4 separate regions of the Macaca mulatta genome follow, and regions 2, 3 and 4 are each linked to region 1. A link is a contact called in public Hi-C data. All regions are on one chromosome and are shown on one strand. Each heading gives the region's core, a stretch centred on a gene start, on an enhancer-like site or on the middle of the called end of the contact. The rest is flanking DNA. Distances are from core to core; before and after follow the strand shown. Region 1 holds the start of ZNF354A (zinc finger protein 354A). Region 2 holds the start of ZNF354C (zinc finger protein 354C). Region 3 holds the start of ZNF454 (zinc finger protein 454). Region 4 holds the start of ZNF879 (zinc finger protein 879).

Evidence for each region. A called contact is a pair of places that touch in the nucleus more often than the background predicts.
Region 2: a contact with region 1 is called in a Hi-C map of liver, with 6 times the contacts expected there. The contact joins the promoter of ZNF354C here to the promoter of ZNF354A in region 1. A contact is called at or near these places in 3 of 14 Hi-C or Micro-C datasets (fetal cortex germinal zone, fetal cortical plate and liver).
Region 3: a contact with region 1 is called in a Hi-C map of fetal cortex germinal zone, with 2.6 times the contacts expected there. The contact joins the promoter of ZNF454 here to the promoter of ZNF354A in region 1. A contact is called at or near these places in 3 of 14 Hi-C or Micro-C datasets (cortical neurons, fetal cortex germinal zone and liver).
Region 4: a contact with region 1 is called in a Hi-C map of cortical neurons, with 6 times the contacts expected there. The contact joins the promoter of ZNF879 here to the promoter of ZNF354A in region 1. A contact is called at or near these places in 2 of 14 Hi-C or Micro-C datasets (CD4 T cells and cortical neurons).

The regions. Positions count from the first base shown.
Region 1 is chr6:187,578,546-187,581,245 of T2T-MMU8v2.0, reverse strand. ZNF354A (zinc finger protein 354A) reads left to right here and starts at 1,432. Exons shown (of 5, transcript XM_077937500.1): 1 at 1,432-2,051.
Region 2 is chr6:187,972,643-187,975,342 of T2T-MMU8v2.0, reverse strand. It overlaps ZNF354C (zinc finger protein 354C), which reads right to left and starts at 1,283. Exons shown (of 5, transcript XM_028849983.2): 1 at 940-1,283.
Region 3 is chr6:187,849,223-187,851,922 of T2T-MMU8v2.0, reverse strand. ZNF454 (zinc finger protein 454) reads right to left here and starts at 1,343. Exons shown (of 6, transcript XR_013395037.1): 1 at 1,093-1,343.
Region 4 is chr6:187,940,622-187,943,321 of T2T-MMU8v2.0, reverse strand. ZNF879 (zinc finger protein 879) reads right to left here and starts at 1,279. Exons shown (of 5, transcript XM_015141619.3): 1 at 908-1,279; 2 at 65-132. The coding sequence starts at 97. It also overlaps the pseudogene LOC100425559.

The DNA of each region.
Region 1 (2,700 bases), core at 183-2,682:
TCTTCATCTTGAACGGTAATCCCTACAGGTTGAGGGAGGGGTCTGGGGGACGGCCACCCCCATGCTGTTTTCATCATAGTGAGTGAGTTCTCCTGAGATGTGGTTGTTTGGAATGTGTATGGCCCCTCCCACTTTGCTCTCTCTCATCAATTTAAAGCGGTTTAAGAAAATAATCTTCAAAGATATAGCTGCAAGGATATTAAAGGTGTTAAAAAAATTTAAATATAAACAACTGTATAACTAAAATATAAATTATATAAATAACTAGGAGTTTAAATATATTGAAATAAGCTTAATTTAATGAAACTTTGTTTTGTTTTTTTGAGATGGAGTCTTGCTCTGTCACCCAGGCTGGAGTGCAGTGGCACAATCTCGGCTCACTGCAAGCTCCGCCTCCCGGTTCAAGCAATTCTCTGTCTCAGCCTCCCGAGTAGCTGGGACTACAGGCGCCCCTACCACGCCCGGCTAATTTTTGTATTTTTAGTAGACACGGGGGTTTCACCATCTTGGCCAGGCTGGTCTTGGATTGACCTCGTGATCAACCCGCCTCTGCCTCCCAAAGTGCTGGGATTACAGACATGAGCCACCGCCCCCAGCCAATTAAACATTTTTTTAAAAAATAATAATTAAATGCAATGGAATCCAATGAAGCTATCAAAAATGCCACTGAGGGAGAATATTGACAAATTCAAATGTTCAAGGCATGTTCTTCAGTAGGGAAGCGCCAAACTTTCTAAATAGAGCCGGTGTTCTTTTTGTAACGGAGAAGATTTAGTTGAATATATATATACACATCCGTTGGCTTCAGAGTAGCTGGAACCTCCGTCCCCTGTGCTTCAGGCACGTCCTGGGAGACCTCGTCCATTCTCACCTCAGCGACGAAACCCTCCACATACCCTTTTTCTCCCCACATTTATCCCCCAAGATGTTATATAATTACGTGTATGGTTTATTGTCTGCTCCCTACCCCCCCAAAAAATGTTCTCCGCGGCAATGACGTTTGTTTCATTCATTGATGCATTTGAAACCACTTGCAACCGTGCTTGGCACACACCGGGTGCTCAGCGCTCCTCTGGTGAATAACTGAGGGGAAATAGGTCTGTTCTGGGCCGTTGTTTTCCTGCCGCCCACGCCCGTCCTTCCGAAATTCACACCGACCCAGAGTTGCAAGTTACCGCCGTCCGCGAACCTCCCTCCCCTTCTCTTCCCTATAACCAGGAACCTGGGGCCCTCCAGCTCACAGGGGCCCTCTTGTGGCGTGTGGGCGCCTAACAGCTCAGCCTGGACCCCGCCGCAAACGCATGGAACTACACTTCCCCGAAAGCCGGCGTCCTCCCGTGGACTCCATTTCCCAGCGGCCTCCGCGGCTGCCCCGCCCCTCCTGGTCCCCGGCGCGCCGCGGGGTGAGCGGCGCGGGGCCTGAGGTCGCCCAGACGCCGCCGGGGCGGAGCCGGGTCCCGAGGCTGCAGTCCGGCCCGGCGGTTCCGGAGCCTCCCGCCTGCGGAGTGCGGCCGGGGAGGCGCGGCCCGGGAACGCCCGAGCTTAGGGAGGTGAGCGGCGGAGGCGGGCCAGGCCGGGAGGAGGCGGCGCCCGGCGCGGGGACGGCCTGCAGCCGCCGGGGCTCGGAAAGCCTTTGTAGGCGCTGGCGGGCACCCCCGCGTCTGTCACCGGCCTCCGCGCCGGGACCTGGACTCTCGCACCCCCGCGGGGCGCTCCCTCGCCGCTGCCGGTGCACCTGCGTCCGACTCGCCGCAGCCCGCCGTGGACGCGGGGCCTGGCGTTTCCTCCTGGGCCCGCCCTGCCCACTCCGTGTGGGCCTCGTGGAGTCGGGGCACCGGGACCCCGAGGGCAGGGCGGACGCAGCCGGGCCCCGGTTTCCGAGCCGGTCCCCAGGACGGCCACCCCTTCCCTCCCGCCTCGGGACACCAAGTGCTTTCCTCTTCAAAGCCGTTTTCTGGCCGGGCTCGGTGGCTCACGCCTGTAATCCCAGCACTTTGGGAGGCCAAGGCGGGCGGATCACGAGGTCAGGAGATCGAAACCATCCTAACACGGTGAAACCCCGTCTCTTCTAAAAATACAAAAATTAGGCGGGTGTGGTGGCGGCACCTGTAGTCCCAGCTACTCGGGAGGCTGAGGCAGGAGAATGGCGTGAACCCGGGAGGCGGAGCTTGCAGTGAGCCGAGATCGCACCACCGCACTCCAGCCTGGGCAACAGCGCGAGACTCCGTCTCAAAAAAAAAAATGAAGCATTGTGTTAGAAATGGGATACGTGGGGTCGGGCGCGGTGGCTCACACCTGTAATCCTAGCATTTTGGGATGCCAAGGCGGGTAGATCACCCGAGATCAGGAGTTCGAGACCAGCCTGGGCAATACGGTGAAACCCCGTCTCTACTAAAAATAGAAAAAACTAGCCGGGCGGGGTGGCGGGCGCCTGTAGTCCCAGCTACTCGGGAGGCTGAGGCAGGAGAATGGCGTGATGAGGCGGAGGGAAGTCGTCCCCGGGGCCGTGGCTGTGGGAGTCCCGGCCGGCCTCGCAGGGCCGTGAACGGAGCAGGTGCCCCGGCGCTGCCTCAGTTTCTCGAGCGGTGCGGCGGGTGCTGGTAGTGCCAGCTGGCGCCGAGGGACTCAGCGGCGCGGGGCAGCCCTGGCCCTGGCGGGCTCGGCGGGTCGTGCTGCCGCTGCGGGTCCGGCGTCCCCTCC
Region 2 (2,700 bases), core at 34-2,533, 390 kb before region 1:
GCCATGATAAACAGGCTTCCCCGCATCTCCACCCTAGTGACAGACCCCACTGCTTGCCCTGAGTGGCCCTTCCGTAGAGTGCTATGTTCTCCCCAAGAAACTGTGGGCATAATCCAACCACTCAGCTTTCCCAGCCTCTTACTACATCTTCGCCGGGACTTTACCCAAAGTAACAGGATTAAGACACTGTCCCCACCCAAGACACATGCCAGAGCTTTGCTGTCCCTCCTAAATAATACTCCACAGGTGCCGCCTCCAATGGCATCCACAGACAGAAACAGCCGTCGCTGCCCAAACACAAACCCCCGGTGGGAGGGGTGGAAACCGTGCCTGCCCCACAGAGAGCAGGGGCAGAGGCTGCCTGGGGCAGCCAGGCAAGTGTGAGGGCCTACAGGCCTGCGATCTGCTGCGACTCCTCAGGGTGCCCGTGGCATGGAGCCAACCTGGGGCTCTGCTGGGCCAGCTCCAGCGAGTGCCTCGACCAGCCCAGGGAAAGCTGCCGTGCAAGGCCTCGGTCACGCGGCGACGCGCACCTCCTCCCAGGAAGCGGTGAGTGCTTTCCAGGCAGTATTTTTAATCTTCGCATTTACAAACGTGACGGAGACTGAGAATCCAAAGTCACAACGGAAAGTAGTAGAGCCGGGAAGGGAATCCTGATCCAAGCCCCAGGCCCCAGTTACACCTGGACAATGGCCTCGCCACCCTGCCTCGGTTTCCCCCGGACAGAGCGGGAACCACCCTCTCCGTTAGCAGGGATGCGCGGGTGCGTTCGGGCGATGCGCCAGTCCGCTGCCTGGCACCGGAGCGCTCTTGGCGGGCATCAGCTACTGCTTTTATTATTTCCGTTACTGAGAAGAAAACGCACAGAAGAAAACCGCAGCATGAACAATGACAAAAGGCTGGCACCCCCACCTCAACGGCCCGGCGCACCCAGCTCACCCGGCGAGGCGCTCCCTCCGCGGGTCTCCGGCAGTCCAGGCCGCTCCCGACGCGCCCCGGACCCAGTGGCCAAGGGCCCCTAGCCGCGCAGGGCTGCTCCCAGAAGCCCAGACGAGGCTGCACGCGGCCCACTGGCTGGAGAGGCCCGGATCCACGCCGGCCCGGAAGAGGCCACTGCGAGCGCCTCGGCCCCAGGCCGGCAATTCTAGCCAAGCCGGGATGGCCCAAGCCAGGAGAACCCCCGAAAGGCCGCGAACTGTCCCCGAAACCCCGCCGACCCCGGGAGAACTACCACTCCCGGCATGCCTCGGGCCCCGCGCCGACTACACTTCCCAGGGGACGCCGCGGTGCGCGCGGCGACCTCCGGGAGAGGAACCGCCTCCGCCAGCGAGAGCCCTGAAGGGCGACAGTCCGCGTAGGCGCTGCAGGGCGAGGGAGTCCGCAAGCCGCACACGAGGCAAGAGGCCTCCCGCTGCTGGCCGTGCTGCCTACAGCCCGCGCACTTGTTAGGCAAGCGGAGTGGTTTGAAAAACAAAATCCGGAATTAGATGCATTTAGGAGGATCCCTGTGCTGTCGCTCCCACCGCTGGTTGTGATTATTTTTCTGTTGATACAAAATAATTTACATAATACCCATGTGAGTGTTACCTGCATAGACTGTGTAATGATCAAGTCACAGTACTGGGTATCCATCACCTTAAGCATTTATCATTTTTATGCGTGGGTATCATTTCAAGCCCTCTCTTCTATTTACTTTGAAATATCCATAATATTATTGCTAAGTAGAGTCACCCTAGTCTGCTATTAAACATTAGAAATTATTTCTTCCATCTAACTGTATGTTTGTACCCATAACCAACCTCTCTTCATTCCCCTTCCTTTCTGGCCTTCCTGGCCTTTGGTATCTATCCTCCTGTTGTCTATGTCCATGAGATCAAGTTTTCTAACTCTCGAATGTAAGTGAGAACATGGAGTACTTGTCTGTCTGTGCCTGGCTTATTTCACTTAACATAATGACCTCCAGCTCCATCCATGTTGATGTAAATACATTATTTCATTCATTTTTATGGCGGAATAGTATTCCACTGTGTCTATGTATGACATTTTCTTTATCCATTCATCTACTGCTGGACACTTAGGTTGAATCCATATCTTGGCTACTGTGAATGGTGCAGTGACAAACGTGAGGGCAGGTATCCTTTTCATACACTGATTTCTCCCCCTTTACCAGTAGTAGGGTTGCTGGATTGTATGGTAGTTCCATTTTTAGTTTTTTGAGAAATCTCCACACTGTTTTCCATAGTGGCTGTACTAATTTACATTCCCACCAATAGTGTATAAGAGTTCCCTTTTCTCCAAATCCTCACTGGCATCTGTCATTTTTTTGTTTTGTTTTGTCTTTTTAATAATAGTCATTCTAACTGGAATGAGCTTATATCTAATTAGAAGGTGTTAGTAAACAAAAGAGCATGATATTTGTATAAAAATAGATACACACACCCCCACGGAACAGAATAAGAGAACCCAGAAATCAGTGCACCCACTTATAGCCAACTGATTTTCAACAAAGGTGCCAAGAACACACAATGAGGAAAGGACTATGTCTTTAAATAAATGGTTCTGGGGAAAACTGGATAACAACATGCAGAAGAATGAAATTGGACCCCTTCTCTCTCAACATATATAAAAGTCAACTCCAGATAGATTAAAGACTTAAAGACCCCAAACTATAAAACTAATAGAAGGAAACATCGAGACAAC
Region 3 (2,700 bases), core at 94-2,593, 270 kb before region 1:
AGTGTTCTGGTTCCTGTTTGCTCCCCATTCTCTCTCCTACCATACACTGACTTTTCCTTGCAGAAAGCCTGTTCCAGGCCCAGATCTCATGCCTTCCACCCATCCTCTGGTCTTTCCCTTCAGCCTCACTGGGCGATCTCAAGAGAATTTTTTTTTTTGAGACAGAGTCTCGCTCTGTCACCTAGGCTGGAGAGCAATGGCATGATCTTGGCTCACTGCAAGCTCCGCCTTCCGGGTTCAAGCGATTCTCCTGCCCCAGTCTCCTGAGTAGCTGGGATTACACGCACCCGCCACCACGCCCGGTTAATTTTTATATTTTCAGTAGAGACCGGTATTTCACCATATTGGCCAGGCTGGTCTCGAACTGCTGACCTCAGGTGATCAGCTCGCCTCAGCCTCCCAAAGTGCTGGGATTACAGGCGTGAGCCACCGCACCCGGCCGAGAATTATCTCTTTAACAAGTTATTCGGCTCCAGAATCCACCAGGATGTACCCGAAAAGGTGGAAGCGATGGGCAGAGGCAACTGAGGGCAGAGTGTGGGTTCGATTGGATTGGAAGACCGCTCCGCTCTCCCTCGGCGGCTTTGGAACAGCTGCCTTATCTGGGAGTGACAGGAGAAGTGGAAAAGGAGGGTCGTCGTCTTCCTCCTCAAAAAGGAGGCTAAGAAGGCTGGCTCTTCACTGTTGCAGCCTTTCAGGCAAACCCTTCTCTGGCCTCAGGGTTCTCACTCTCTGGGGCCCAGTTTGGGTGGCCTGGAGTCACAGGTGGGCAGAAGCGGCGTTTGTGTGAGTTGGGGGAGGGGAGAGGGAAGGGTCAGGAGCCCTAATCACACACAACCCCCTCCCGCCGCTGCCGCTTCGCCGGGTCCCTCGGGGGCTGCTGCACCGGCCGCCTCCGGCCTCGGAACCACGCCAGGCGCGTATCTACCACCTGAGCGGAAACCCGGGGCTTCTCAGAGTCCGCTCCAAGACACAGGCCAGAGGCCCTGGCTCCATCTCCTCCACAGGCACTCACAGACTCGACCCCAAGCCCAGGATGACCACCCCTGGCCGTCCTCTCTCTCTCTGTTTGGGATCAAATCTCAGACATACATTCCGGGAAGTTTGGGGCATTGGATCAGCGTCCTGCAGAAGGGACCACAACCGCACCTCCTCGGCTTTGCCTCCGCCCTTCTCCCCAGACGACCTCACGACCGCTCCCGCTCTCCCTCTGCGGCTTTGACCACCGTGCCTGGTCACCCCCGTGTCGCCCTTCGAGGAGCCTCTGCCGGCGGCGAGAGATCGCAAGCGCCACATCGCAGTCGGAACACAATGAGCTGGAGTCTGCAGCCGGGAGCTGAACTGCGCTTGCGCGTTGCCCTGGGAACCGTTGGGCCGAATTCCCACAAGTCTCAGGGCTGCTGCGGTTCCGCCGGCCAGACTCCACTTCCCAGAGGGAGAATCGGCGGAGACCGTGCTGCCTTGCGCCTGCGGGAACAGGGCCCCGCCCCCCGGCTTCAGGCGCGGAAACTACCTTTCCCAGAGGCCCCTTCGCGCCGACCTCGGCGCGCTCATCAGAATCTAGAACCTGGTGGATTCTGGAGCTGAATGAACTTACGGAATCGGTTCCGTTCCGTTCGCTTTAGAACCAGGTCTCTGCCTTGCACGAAGGCCCAGGAAGATGCAGACGAGCGAAAAGCTGCAGATGGGACAAGGGAGGTTAGTCCAGGGGAGCGACGCCCGATCGCCGACGAGAGAGGACGGGGAAGGTCCGGAAGACGGAGTAGGAGGCGACCGGGCGCGTTCCTGACGGGGACCGCGCGGAAAAGGCCTGGAAGGCGGCAGGTTTGCGCCTTGGCCTGGCAAGCGCCCGACGCTTCCAGCCTGGCCCCGCGGGCGGGCCAGTGCGTGCTGGGGTGGAGACGCCACAGCCGTTAACGCGTGTGCGGTGCGGGGGGACAGGATGTCGGGCAGGGATGTCCCGCTTGGCACCTCAGGACAGAGCCCATGGTGGCCGGCGGCCCCTGGAATGTTCGGGACGCAGAACACTTCGTGCCTGAGGACTTCTCAGAGGTGGGGAAGAGGGAGAGGAAGGAGCCTGGATACCAGGAAGTCTGCATCCTGGACAGCTGGGTGGTATTTAGAAGGTGGTATTTATTTTTTTGACCATATTTTGCAGAGACTGGCAAGGATGAGATGATGCCTAAGAATATCCAACGGGAGATACTTGGTTGCTTTTGAATAGGTAATTTGCATGGCGCTCAGGAAGGAAAGATGAGAGGGTTTTAACTTTGTGGGTGGTGAAAAAAATCAGGAACGTGACCCGTTTGTCACATTCGGAATCGTTGGCCACGTTTTAGGAAGCAGTGTCAGTGACTACAGCATTCTGTTTGGAGTTTTATTGAAGATTTCATTCTATAGACATTTTGGAGCACTTATGTGTCAAGTGCTTGGCAAGGCCAGGGGCAGCCCCTGTAGCAGTTCCCAGGGACCCCGTAAAGCACCAGAGGGGATGTTGTGTGAGTATGGCTGGTAACCCTTCTCTCTCCCCTCCCTCGTGACTCCAGGTCACTCAAACTGGGCCCCGGAGAGTGAGAACCCAGAGTCCAGGGGCTGGAGAAATGGCTGTGAAACCCCTGCACTCATGGAGTTTTAATTGTACTAGAGGAGGGGTCAGACAAGTAGAAAATACTTATTGGATAGTGATAACACTACTGTTAG
Region 4 (2,700 bases), core at 30-2,529, 360 kb before region 1:
GATGAACAAGTTTGCCACCTCTAGACCCCGAAGGCAGTTCAAGCAAAAAGAAGCCTTCACTCACCTGTACCTGGGCTGGCAGCAACCTCCTTGCCATTTCTCCCTCCCTGCTGCCCCTCTTGGGGAAGGCACCTGGAATGGAGAAAGAAGCTGTGAGGTCTTTTCATCCAGCCTGCATGCCCACCCTCATTAGACCAGACCAGGTTAGAAGCCATAAGCTGAGCATCTGCAGAGAAGGAGCCTGGCACTGTCCAGGCCACAGGGGCCTTGAGTCCGGCCACCTAAACCAGTGTGGGAAGCCGGTACACAGTCACCGGGCCTGCCACCTTTCTGCCAGTGCTTTACGATAAAGACGAATGGAGCGAAGGGATGAAGACCATCTGGCGTGCATTAAGCACCATCAGGCAAGGCTCATCCAGATAGAGTAATAGGAAATGACACAATATTCCACACATCTGCACTTGGATGTTGTTCAATACGAAAAACAGCAATTGAAGAACTGATGCCCTTTTTAGGAACAGCCAACCAAAAATTAGTCCTCTTTTCTTCCTCTTGTAAGTTTTCTTTCATCAAAAACAGTTATCAAAGCTGCTTAAAGGTGGCGTTACCCATTCTCCCCGGCCCAAAAAACAAGGGCTCAAAAGAATAGCACCACCGGCTAGAAATGGATTTAAAATTTAGAGAAATGGGAAGTAACTTAGCAAGTGGACATGGTTACGGTAAATAAAAAAGGAAATGGTTAAATCTCTCCAGGACTAACTGTAGGAAAACACCGCCAAACGAGCAAGACTGCCAAAAACGAGTTAATCTAAAGTTTAAACTCCGGGAAACGGAGTAGAGGGAGGGTTAAACCCACGAACGCCAAGAGCGGAAAACCGCCCGGAGGGCTCTGGACCCGGAACCGAACCGGCGTTTTGCAGTTTCTTTTCTGGAGCCGTTTCCCCCACAGTCCGGCCCAGGCTGCGGCCCAGGAGTCCAGCGGCGTCGACGCGCTCTCCCGGCCACCGCCGGGCCCTTCCCAGGCCACGCCCCCTCCGGGGCCGGGTTCACCTGCCGAGGCCGCCGCGGCTCGGACGCCTGGAGCCCGGGCTCGGCGGGCACGCGCGGCAACCAGCACTCGTCCTGGTCCCGCCGCGACAGCCGCACGCCCCGGGCCCGCCCTCACCGGCAGCCCGTACCTGGGCCCGCCACGGCGGGGAGAGCGCAGCTGCACACCGCACCAGAGGCGAACAGAACACCTAGTTCAGAGACGCTTCCCGTCGCCGCCGGGCGCCACTGCGCTTGCGCGCCGAAGAGCCGACGGGTTTCCCTGGCTGAACCGCAGCGTTTGTCCCTCCGGACTTCATTTCCCAGTCGTCGCCGCGGCACCACCACTTACGGTGTCCGAGAGGCAACCACAGCCCCGAGAGCGGAGAAGGCGGTCGGGCTGTGGAGTTGGAGAAGGCTGGAGTCCCTCCAGCTTGGGCTCCAGCTACTCTCTGCTAAACCACTCACTATATTCGTAGTTAGAATGACAATAGTAAGACGGAAAATTGAGTATGAATTTTTAAATGTGGAAGACTAGCTGCCGCTGATTATTCACAGGTGGTGAGAGAACTATTACAGTCCATTCCGCAATTTTAATAAAAAAGGAATTATGTCTAAATTTTGTAACCTCGGCGGAGCGCGGTGGCTCGCGCCTGTAATCCCAGCCCTTTGGGAGGCCGAGGTGGGCGGATCGCGAGGTCAAGATGGATCGAGACCATCTTGGCCAACACGGTGCAACCTCGTCTCTACTAAAATACAAAAAATCAGCCGGGCGTGGTGGCGGCGCCTGTAGTCCCAGCTACTCGGGAGGCTGAGGCAGGAGAACGGCGGGAACCCGGGAGGCGGAGCTTGCAGTGAGCTGAGGTCGCGCCACTCACTCCAGCCTGGGCGACAGAGCGAGACTCCGTCTCAAATAAATAAATAAATAAATTTTTGTAATCTTTACATATTTACTGGCACTCAGAGTAAAACAAAAGCATAAACCCAGTATTTCCCTCTTCATGGCACTCACTTCTTTTGAAGTGACTTCTTTTGAAGTGACTTCTTTATTTTAGGGTTAAAATAAAGTGAAATAAATAAATAAAGTGAAATAAAATAAAAGTGACTTCTTTAAAGTCACTTTTTGAAGTGATTTATTTTAGGGTTAAAATAAAGCCCAACTCCCAGCGCTATCATCACAACTGCCTCCTCGATAACCTGCACTGTGATTTTTTAAACATCCAACATTAGGGTTTACAGAGGCAAACCTAAACGCAAAGGGTACTTGAAGATAGAAAACGCAGAGATGGACTAAGAGATGTCAGGTAGATAGTATGAAAAAGAAATCTTGGATCGCAGTGTTACAATAATACAAGGATTATTTCACAGTAAAAATAATTAAATTGAACAAAATGGATGTTTTATATTGTTAAAACATAATAATGTACCTCACTAATCATTAGGGGAATGCTGATCAAACATCCACTGTAATTTCACACTCATTAGGATGGCTATTATAAAATGTGGGAAAAAAGAAAACCAGGAAACAATCCTTGTGCATTAATGGTGGGAATATAAAATGGTACCGCTGCGCTGGAAAACGGTGTGGCAGTTCCTCAAAAAAAATTAAAGATAGAATTAACATATGGGCAATTCCACTTCTGGATCATATGTTATTTTTGTGTTTAATTATTA